2 separate regions of the Mus musculus genome follow, and region 2 is linked to region 1. A link is a contact called in public Hi-C data. All regions are on one chromosome and are shown on one strand. The core of a region is the stretch at or near the end of the contact, and the rest is flanking DNA. Distances in the headings are between cores, read along the strand shown. Region 1 overlaps Msra (methionine sulfoxide reductase A). Region 2 has its middle 61 kb from the start of Msra.

Region 1 (5,676 bases), core at 941-3,440:
GTATGCCTTCCGGCTAAGACAATAAAATCCGTGTTCGTTAGACTTCTTGCTAAGGCATGATGTATTTCAGTTGCAGCACCGTGTATCTGTAGGTGTTAAACATCCCCCGTCACACCCTCAGCAGTCCTCAAATGGACAGAGGTTGCTTTGGAACTGGCCCGAGCTTGGCCAACTCACATAACCTTGGGTGACTGACCTTGAGCCCCACTTCCTCTCCTGTGAGGGGTGGGGGTGGGGAGGATGAGAAGCCCTCTTTTTTCAGGGCTGTGCCCAGAAAGAAATGAAATCACGTGGATTCAGTCTCGGCAGCAGTTTTCAGGCTGCCCTGTGATGCTACGGTCTTTCTGAGCTCACAGAAAGCCAGGGCAGGGGAATCATGAGGAGCAGATTATGCCCTGAGCAGGTGGAAGTTAAGAGCCTGGCTAGTTTAAGCCGCATCCCACCCAGTTGAGTGGCCCCATTCTCATGCATCATCCAGATTAGTGGTGCTCTGGGGACAAACAGCCAATAGGCTAGATGTCCTATGCTAGCTTTGGGGACATCTGACCAAGAGCTCCATCCCACCCACATGCATCCTGGATGCCCCAGAGCATCCAGCTGGAGGGAGAACCTGGACGGGCAAGGTCTGGAATGACTATCTCCGTTCATGCCCTAATAAAACCCCACATCCTGGGCTTCCTAGAGTCAAGAACTACAATGAGCAAGCCGGAGCTGGGGTTGGGGTGCTGTTCTGCACTGGCCTGACTCTGTGCTGTGCACTGCCCTGCTTGCATTGTGATTATGGTCCCATGCAAGCCTTACCATAGTCCCACCAACACCTCCAAGCTCTAGCCACTACCTGCCTTTGTCTATCTGTCGCCCTTAAGCCAGTCTTGCTTGTTCATGTTACTGCTTTAAAATGGGTCCCCCAACACCGACCATGGACACAGGGGACTGAGGAAGCTTAACTGTGAAGGTTCAGGGTTTGTCATTATTCTCTGCTCTGTGAAATGTGGCTCTCTTTTTTTGTCCTCTGTTCAAGAGCACACACACACACAACTCATAAACTCTCCCAGCCCTGAGAGAAGTCCCAGAAGTTTCTCCAGTCCGTGAACCTCATGGTGCACTAGCGTGGCAGAGAAGTAGCCTGAACCACGGATTTTACAGAGAGAAGAAAATTCCTACATACCTTGCAGAAGTCAAAAATCAGAAGCAGACAAATGGGGGACAACACTGCTGTTTATGCTTGAGGGTGTTCTGAAGTGACAGAGGGGTGTGAGAGGTACAGGGCTGATAGTGCTGAGGACAGAAGACACCCACAAGTCTTGAGCCATGCTGCCCCAACCCTCAGAGAGCTGAAAGCTGCTTCTCTGGGAACCCCATAACCCTTTTCCCCGATACCTTATCTACTTTCACGACTTTGGCCAACCGAGTCCTTCAACCTTTCCACACTTGACTTGGCTCACTTCTAAAATGACAATATTCTCCTTTGAGGTGTTTCTTAAGCTCACAAAATACAGCAAGTGGGCCTTACTTTTATTTTCCGGATGGATAACAGAAACTTAGAGAGGTCCAGTTGCTTGCCCGAGGTCACACAGCTGACAAGCGGCCATGGACCAAAGGAGACCAGACTGGGCCATCAGTATTAGACTTTCTGCCAGTGCCTCTAGATGGAAACACTATCTTGCCTCTCCTCCTGGACATGGGATGACTCCTTTTCTAGCTCCAGCCTGGCTGACAGGCACCAGGCTGTCACTCCACAGAGAGTTACGCGGAAGGGTGGAAGGAGAGTCCGACCTTGTGTTGGGAAAACAGGAGACAGTGCAGGCTTCTGCTGTGTCATTCAGATCCCATTCAGGTCACTCCGGGTACCTGATTGACTCCCCACCATCCTTTGTACTTTGTGGTCCACAGTATGTGTGCATGCACATGTGCACACACTTGGTGTTGACCTCTGATTCTTTCCACCACTCCCACGATCCCCAGCACTCCGGAGGATGCCCTTTACTCCTTGACTATCCAGATTCCAACTAAGTATCACGAAGGGAAGAAGGAAAATGGCTGGGTAAGGAGCACAGAGCTTTATTCTGCCCCCATCCCTCTGTCTCCCTCTTTGAGAACCTGGCACTGGGAACATAGCTCTTGCCTGCCAGGGACAGAGCAGCAGAGACTTGGCCGTGGTCTCAGCCAGATGTCACTCTCATCTGGCGGCCTTGGCTAGCTCAGTGTTTGGAATGAACAGCCCAAACATGGGGCAGGCGGGGCCCCTGCAGGGATGTGGGCAGAAAAGCTGAGCCCTAGCAATGCCCACAACTCTCTGTTTAAGGTGCAGGCAGGCAGCAGGAAAGGGGACATCAGAAGGGCAGCCACTTTCCCTTCTGACCCCTTCTCCTCCTGGATCCCTATCTCAGCTGTGGATGTGGCCCTATCTTGTTATTTTACCAAGAGACCAGACTCCCACTCACCTCTCTAGGGGAACAGCTCCCGGAAGTCTTGTGTGTCTTCCGTACACAGGACTCCACTCAGGATAACAGATGGAAGGAGCCAGGAGTGGCCCAGGCCCTGCATCTGGAGGCCTGGGGCCACTGCAGCTTAACCTTTGTAGCCTCACTGGGCCAAGGCCAAAGTCATACCTAGGGAGCTATGAAAATCCCATCCTGCACTGCACCAAATGAACCAGCAAAGACATACACAGTCCTGCTACCATGATGGATAGTGAGCTGGGCCTGTCTGGAACAAGGAGCCTCTAGATTCACAGACTGTCAAATGCTGAAGGGTCCCAGGCTGAGGTGGGGGCCCCTAGAACCTTGTGGGGGGGGGTTCTAAGAGGATGCTGGCTTCACCTGCAGCCAGAGGCAAGGTGCCTCAGAATAGAGTGAGGGTTGATCAGTATGTCAGGGACCGCATCATCATGTGCAGGGGGGTGGCACCGTGTGCTGCCTGCCAACGGGCCCATTTCGGTCACCATCTGCAGCAGAGAGTGGGACACCTGTCAGAAACAGCTGCTGACGGCAGATCGGAGTGTGTGTGTGGGTGCTTTGTGGTGGCCTGGAGCCGGGCACGCTGCCGGCCCACAGGAATGCCAACCGTGGACCTGGTGTGGAGAGAGGCGGTGAGAGAATCCCACTCCTCACTTCCACATAGGCAGGGCAATCACCGAAACTTCCTGCCTCCCTGGACATAGATTCCACCTGTTGTCTCTCTCATGGACAGAAGAGACAGCAGGGTTCCCTGTGGTGAAAGAGAAATGCCAGAACAATCCAGGAGAGAGCCTAAGACCTCCTGTAGTGAATACCCCAGGCATCTCTGTGGAGGGAGGGGGGAATGGCAACTGGGTATGTTCCTGGCTCTGTTGGAAAGAGTGTCCCCATGTGTGTGGCACTGAAGTAATAGGTTGGGCCCTTTCTTATATGGTCCACCCTGATGGGGTTTAATCTTTCAAAGTATCTGGACTTTTCTTTTTAGATAAATGAAGTTCAGTTCATCAACATAAAATAAAAAACTTTAATCCTGTAACAATTTGCAGTGAGAAATCTTTCCAAATGGGTTTTTGTACACCACCATCTGTCATGCTTCCCCTGGCCACCAAGTCTTCATGTGTTCCTCATGCTAAATACCCATGCTCACGGCCTTGCCTACGCTGCTTCCAGAACTACAAACCATTCTCAGTAGTATGTGTGGCTTTTGTACCTCTCCCCTAGATCATAGGACTGGGCTCTCAAGGGTTCAGAGACTCAAGGGGTCAGAGAGCTCAGGGTCAGCCATTTGCTGTCACCCATTCCTGTTTGTCAACACACCCTGAATTTGTTGGGCCTCAGCAAGTGCCTGTGGTTGGGGGAACACACTGGGTTCCCTGGCATAGGCTGGGCCTACCAGAATGTGGGATATATGCTGTGATCTCTAGTTTTTCAGGGCCATCTGATAGCTGGCCTGCCTTTTGAAGGTAACAGCCCAGCTGAAAACTCACATCTCAGATAGGAACAGTTACAATCCCATTAGAGGTGCTACCAGCCTGGGTTCTCTTAGCTTCCTATCAGTCTGGGTCACCTCAGCAGCCACAGGGTTTATAGGGTCCTTCTGCAGGAGCAGGGACCCCAGCATCCCTGTGCCCAGCTGGTTCAGCTCAGGTCTGTTGGGCTGTGTGAAGACGTGGTACTCTCCCTCTCACAGAGGGCCATAAGATTTGTCCCTGTGACTGGGCCTGTCACTTAGAGATGTTACAGTGTGAGGCATCTGGATTCTAAATTCCTTGTGTCTGCTTTCTTTCTGGGTTGTGTCCACTGTTCATTTTGTCCTAGGTGCCAAGTTCCCAGAACCTTCCCTGAACAGCCCCAGAACAGTCGCATCCATGGCTTCTCATTGATATGGCTGGTGAGCAAGAATCTGCAGCTTCCTGGAACTAAGTGTGGTGGCTTTGATGCACAGAGGAGTTATTCTCTAGTTGCCTTGACGCTGCCACCTTCCTTCTGGGTACTTGCCCTTACTTTGCTACCCAGGGGGCGCTTTGGTTGTGGGGTCTGTGGGCATAGAGTTGAGTAGACATGATGCCCTTTTCAGTCCTCAGAAACAAACTCTCCTAAATAGCAGGAGGAACCAGGCATATGACCGGGGCCATAGGAAGGAAAAACAAATGTGCATCTTAAACATTGAGTGTGGAAAATTCCTTATGGGTTCTACACTGCAAAGGAACTCCTCACTGATACCATGTAAACACATCCTCCTGGGAGCTTGCAGGTCACTTGCAGCTAAGCATTTTGTGCAAAGGGCATTTCCTTGGCATGCCCTTGCCCATGTTTGGATGGGGTTTCTATGTCAACCATGTTGACATAGTCTTACTGCTTTTGTGCCTCTCTCCCAAGATAGCCTCCATATTTGGAAATGAACACTAGGGTTCCAGTTGCTTCCACTGAGCAACCTGGGCTATGGATGGCACACGGTGAGTATCATATGGTTGCTCGTGGGTATGATATTGTGCAAAACGTGGGTTCAGGGTTTCCCACCTCAGGGAAGACATGGCAAGAGGATGCTCTGTGAGTGGGGAGGACTTTCTACCATGAAAGCCCTACTGGTTGCAAGAAACCCACCAACACTGCAGCTGGCTGCAGTAACAGGGCCTATCAGGGCTCTCCACCATGTCCTGAGAACCTGGCAGGGACAGATGCAGTCTATAAGGAAGCAATTCTCAACCTGTGGGTCATGATCCCTTTGGAGTTGCATATCAGATATCTACATCATTATTCATAAGAGAAGCAAAATTATAGTTATGAAGTAGCAATGAAATGATTCTATGCTTAGGGACCTGTATTATAGGGTCACAGCATTAGGAAAGTTGAGGACCATGCCATCAGAGCTTCTTCCCAGGTTAGGTAAACTCCATATCAGCCAAATGCTTGGGAATAGGAAGGAATGAAGCCTAGTACAGTGGAAGTCATGGGAGTTGTGAAGGGATGGGACAGTAGCCATCATCTACAGACAGGCTTGAGATGAGCTCCAAATGGGAGAGCCAGCGAATCTGAGGAAGGGCCTCCCATGCCCAAGGTCTGCCCTGCCTTTTTCTTTACTTTACATGAAATTGACCTTTGAAGCATTTATGTGTGGAGTCTAATACATTAAGTATGTTTGCAGTGTTGTGCAGCCATCACTGTCACCCATAGAACCTTCCCATCATCCCAAACAGAAACTCTACTCTTTAAACAA
Region 2 (5,676 bases), core at 1,251-3,750, 360 kb after region 1:
ATAATAGAAAAATAGGATGAGAGATGGGTAGAGAAAGAGACGGTAGTTAGATGATGAGGTAACATAACCTCATAATAGCCGCAGGCTAAAATAGATGAAACCTTGTCAGGTTTTCTTCATGCTGTTCCTCAAGCTCTACAAATTTTCTTTTGTTTCCACAACAAAATTTCAAAAGGAATGACATAATATTTGTAGTCACTTTCATTTTTAAAAATTGAGGGGGCTGGAGAGATGGCTCAGTGGTTAAGAGCACTGACTGCTCTTCCAGAGGACCCGAGTTCAATTCCCAGCAACCACATGGTGGCTCACAACCATCTGTAATGGGATCAGAGCCCTCTTCTGGTGTGTCTGAAGACAGAGACAGTATACTCACAAAATTCAAATAATAAATCTTCTTAAAAATTGAGAATTAATGCCTTGGTGAAATATTTGAGTCCTAAAGATTAATTGTTTGGTCTTTTGGGGTGTTTGGTTGGTTGGTTGGTTGGTTGGTTGGTTGGTTTGCTTTGCTTTGGGTTTGCTTTGTTTGGTTTGATTTTGATTTTGTTTTTTTTTGGTTTTTTTGAGACAGGGTTTCTCTCTGTAGCCCTGGCTGTCCTGGATCTCACTCTGTAGACCAGGCTAGCCTTGAATTCATAAGAGATCGGCCTGCCTCTGCCTCCCTAGTGCTGGGAGTAAAGACATGCACCACCACCACCCAGTTGATCAACTGGCTTTTTAAATAAAAACCCAGCATAACATTTTTTTCCTTAAAAAAAAAAAATGTATCTGAAGTCTAGGAAAGAAGTAGAAAACTTAACTAGTATTTTATGCTGTCTATACTCTTTACAGATTTTTACATTTCATCTTGAAAACAAGTCTTTAAAACTTAATCCTCAGTTTCCACATCCTGAAAATGGGCTCAAAGGACCTATTAAAAAGGAGGTTCAAAGCGCCTAAGAAGTACAAACTGGATTTGAATCCAGATCTAGTCAAAGTTCAGAGTGCCGTGCTGACTGCTCTCTCACTAAATGTTTATTCTGTATGAAAATATCTTAATTATCTCATAATTCATATATAAGATAGAGATGTATTCAGTATATTATCTTTGCTACTAAACACTCTTTTCCTAGCTCTTTCTAAAATCGTCTCTGTCAGAGAATGCTTTACAGATGTCCACTCAGAAGCTTTGATGGGTGAGGGGAATCGTGAAACCAAGGAGCAGTGCCAGCTGAAGGTTGTGGCCACACAGTGTGCACATACATCTGCACACATCATACGTACACCCAGGACACACCTACATATATATACACACTTGTACCAACTGTCCACATGTGGCTGCACTTGGATTCTTGCTCTCTGGGTTAGTCAGACTTTCTGATACCAGCAAAACTAAGAAAACACACAGATACATGGAAAAAGATTTCCTATAAGGGATTGGCTCACAGAATTACAGAAGCCCAACGATCCTGTGATCTATTGTGTAGATGCTGGCCCAGCAGAGCCAGAGGTATAAGTCCAGTCTAGCATTGGGTATGGTGGCACAGACCAACCTTGCTTCTCCACAGCAATGAGGAAACGAAGGCAGGAGGATCAGTAGTCATAGTTCAAGGCCACCCTGGGTACATGAAAGCCTGTCTCGAAAAGTCAATTTGATGATGATGATGGTGGTGGTGGTGGTGGTGGTGGTGATGATGATGATAATGATGGCAATAATGATGTGAAGAAGGAGGAAGAGGAAGAGGAGAAGGAGATGAAGAAGAAGAAGAAAATAAGAATAATTCAAAGATCCAAGGAGTGGTGCTGGAAGTTACAGTCAAAATCTGAATCAGACTGGCAAGAAGGCTCAGTGGATAAAAGCACTTGCTATCAAGCCTAGTGACCTAAATTTGACCCCTGGAACCCACTTTGTAGAAGGAGAGAACCAACTCCTGCCAGCTGTCCTCTGACTTCAAACACACACCGTGACATACACACATGCCCACACAATACAGAGAATAATAAATAAGTAAATGTTTTTATAAATGTAAATCACAGACCAGAGACTCAAGTGCCAGTGTTCGGGAACCAAAGAAAATGGACACCCAGGCTCTGGAAGAGCCATCCTTTCCCTGCATCTTTGTTACATCAGGACCAAAGCATTATCGGGAGCACGCTGGATAATGCTCGCCCACATCTATGGGTATGGGATCCTTCCCACTCAGTAAGCCAATCTCTTCCAAAAACAATGCCTTGCTGGCTCATCCTGGCCCAGGAAAGCTGACGGGATATTAACCATCAGATTCCCTACTAGCCCAGACCCTCACACTCTCAGTTTGGAACAGGGTCCTCAATACTCCTTCAGGTGTAGTCAGCAACTACAGCCTCTCAGGGCCCACAGCAAATCAAGATCGCCCAAAGCCCCAACTCCTGGAGGCACACTCCACTGGATTCCTTTGTCCTGTTCTCTATTACCATGCCAAACAGATCTGGATGACAAGAAACCAGACCAGAGAATTCAGAGACTGCGTAGAATGGAACTGGGGTGTGAGAAGTGTCACTTGTCATAGGCTGACTTCATCTCCCTCACCCCCACCCCCACCCCCTGCTATGGTGGCATTTGAAATCTCTCTATTACTCATTTAGATTCCAATCTCTGAGCTCCCCTCTCCTTCCTTCCAGCTCCTAAAGTCAAACAGATTTTTCTCAGCAAAATAACCCTCAGTTACTACCAGGGACAGACTGGTATGTGGGCTACAGCAGATGTACGAGACACGTTCTACAGGCATTTTAAAGGGTTCGGTGTCAAGATAAAATTTGTCTAATGTAGCATTTCCTCTCAAGTGCAATTTATCATCCCTTAGATGTCGAACTCCTTATAAATATTAGATATGCTTTTTTATCGCAAGCCTGGTTTGTTATTTTACCCTTGTTGAGGACAAGCTCCGGAATTAAGTTGACTCTTTCCCTTCCGCTTGTCAATTCAGTTTCACTTTCAATTCTATTTTCTCCCTCCCTCTTTGCATTGAAATTCAGCGCATAGCTGACATTTTGAAAAACAATGTTGATTAGAATTCACCACTTCTGTGGGAGCCATTTGTCCCCAAATGCCTTTTCACACACCTCTTGGTGGACTTATGTCCTAGGAAAACCAACACTGGCTACAAAGTCTGCCTGTTTATGCCCCAGCCTAGCTCTATAGTCAGGAGCCTTTTGCTGGGGCCCAGCAAAGAATCCCCCAGTTGCTTCTAAGGTTCGCAAGGCCAATAACAGTATTGACACTCAAAGCTGTCACCTGTACCAGCCAGTTTGAAGTCGCAACCCAGGAGGAATGGCTACAGGACCACAAACAGCTCATGCCACAGTGTGGGGTCCAACAAGGCTTGACAAAGCCAGGGTCTCCTAGTAAGAGTTAGGAAGACCAGCATATAAACAACAACAACAGAAGCCATGCTGGCTCTGCGGATCAGAAAAGCATGCTGGATGGTAGCTACGGCAGAGGCTATGACCTAAACAGACAACCAACGTCCTCTTTGGGTTCGGATCTTTTTATAAGGCTTTAAGAGGGCAGAGACCAAACCTTCCAGCATATTTGAGCTAAACAAGCCCCACCAACAGGCAGCTCCTTGTGACGCTGAAATGAATCACCCCCTTCCAATACTCTGCCGCACTACTGTGCCTTATTTACAACCCTTGAAATAATCGGATGTGGAAGTGTTTTGTAAACTGAAAAGCATTACACAAATGTCAGGTGTTGGGGGGCTTGGCAGGGGAGCAATAGATAATGCATCTCTTCCATTCCTGAGTCAGGAACCAATTGAGAGACTCGGGAGCCAGACGGAGAGTGACAGTCAGACTTATTGCTGATAACAGCTGGCTTGGATTCAGGGCACCATGAACTCACTACGCTTCTCCCCTGAGTTAGAATCATCCACCAAATGAAGGAGATTGCATTCACAGTGGAGACAGGCTGACTAAAGAGCCGACTCTCGCTAAAGGTGCCATTCTCCAGGAAAGGCTGAGTGTGGAGCAGAGCCAGGCCCGATGTGGTACCTTCAGGGCCTCCGTGTAGAAACATAGAGAGGAAACAGAAGGTCTGCTCAGACAGACGCCTATGCTGCTGTCCTTTATGTGTGTGTGGTAGACTGGGCTACATACCACGAACATACAAGAAGACCTCAGGGGACTTGTGCTCTAGGAGAAACTATTACCAATCCAAACGCGATGCTGGCCGTGCAAGCATTGGAAAGGGTGGCGTTGACTCCGCCTTGGTGGGCTGGAAGAGCTTCATAGAGCTGGCGATAACCAAGTTGGCTCTCCATGTATGCATAGAAGCTCAGCAGATGGGAGAGAGAAGAAAGGGAATTATTCCCACTAAAGGAGGCAGCAGAGCAAAACCAGAAAAGCTCAAACCCTTTATGGGATAAAATGGGACACAAATAAGCAAACACCAACAGCCACCAGAGTGATAGGAAACCGGTTGCTATCTCCGTGCTTCACACTAGGGCTGACGTCTAACCTGATATCCCAGTTTTTTCTAAATAAAAACAAATCGGTTTCCTTTCTAATTCTCTGCTACAGTAATGAAAGGTTTTCTGGATTTGGGTTTTTGATTGTTGCCTTGTTTTGTTGTTGCTGGGGCGCGGGGGTAGGGTGGGGGGAAACCGGGGTTTTGAACTCACAGAGATCCACCTGCCTCTTCCTCCTGAATGCTGGGATTAAAGGCATGTGCCACTATGCCCAGCCTTGTTTGGTGTGGTTTGTTTTGTCTTGTTGTTGTTATTGTTTGAGACATAGAATCACGATGTAGCCCAAGATGTCCCCAAATTCATGGTGTTAAGTGCTGAGATTTAAGACATGAACTACTTTAATTCCAGCACTTGGGAGGCAGAGGCAGGCGGATTTCTGAGTTTGAGGCCAGCCTGGTCTACAGAGTGAGTTCCAGGACAGCTATACAAAGAAACCCTGTCTCGAAAAACCAAAAAGAAAAAAAAAGACATGAACTACCATACCTCACTTCTCTTTTTTTTATTATTTAAACTCTTGACATTTTATGTGTGTGTTTTTCCAACATGTACATACGTGCACAACATGTGTGTGTGATGTGCGGAACTCAGAAGAGGTCCTGGATTCCCTGGGACTGGAGTTACACATGGTTGTGAGCCACTGTATGGGTGCTGGGAATCCAACCTAGATCCTCTGCAAGAACAACTAATGTTCTTGACTGTGGAACCAACTCTCCAGCCCCAAGCTTTCCTTTCATGCAAATAATTAAATAAATGTTGAAAACTGTCTTACAAAGGGCACCTGTGTGAACTCAGACACATCTGGTGGGATTCTTTAACAAAATGCACAGTTATGGAGCTAGAGCTAGCAGTTAAGAGCACTTACAGAGAACCCAGTTCCAAGCACCCTCATGGGGAAGTTCACAATTACCTTCAACTCCAGTTTCAAGGGATCTAATGCCCTCTTCTGGTCTCCATGAACACCTGCAATACATGTCACATACACATGCATGCACATGCATTAAAGTTTGAAAATCGTTTTAAAGTATAGTTTCATAGACAATAGAAAACAAGAACAGACACAATTCTTTACTCACAGTCCATCACACATTAAAAGGAACTTGTGTCCTATACATCCCTAACCAATATGTGAGGAATCTGTCGCTTGTTCCAGAGTAAAACCCATATCCAGGTATCCCTTCCCGCATGTTCT

The links. Hi-C and Micro-C count contacts between places; a contact is called where the count stands out from the background.
Region 2: a contact with region 1 is called in a Hi-C map of cortical neurons, with 2.5 times the contacts expected there. The contact joins two enhancer-like sites. A contact is called at or near these places in 3 of 484 Hi-C or Micro-C datasets (bone marrow-derived macrophages, cortical neurons and embryonic stem cells) and 3 of 115 datasets of contacts at active chromatin or transcription factors (SST interneurons, VIP interneurons and cardiomyocytes).

What each region holds. Positions count from the first base shown.
Region 1 is chr14:64,137,346-64,143,021 of GRCm38.p6, forward strand. The region is part of intron 5 of Msra (methionine sulfoxide reductase A); the gene reads right to left. Among named protein-coding and RNA genes, the nearest start is that of 9630015K15Rik, 24 kb to the left of the region's middle. Within about 2 kb of position 2,191, at least 55 of the 459 cell types and tissues checked have an H3K27ac peak or open chromatin away from gene starts, as enhancers often do. A contact at or near this core is called in cortical neurons, where this site is marked.
Region 2 is chr14:64,498,976-64,504,651 of GRCm38.p6, forward strand. No RefSeq gene overlaps it. Among named protein-coding and RNA genes, the nearest start is that of Msra, 61 kb to the left of the region's middle. Within about 2 kb of position 2,501, at least 34 of the 459 cell types and tissues checked have an H3K27ac peak or open chromatin away from gene starts, as enhancers often do. A contact at or near this core is called in cortical neurons, where this site is marked.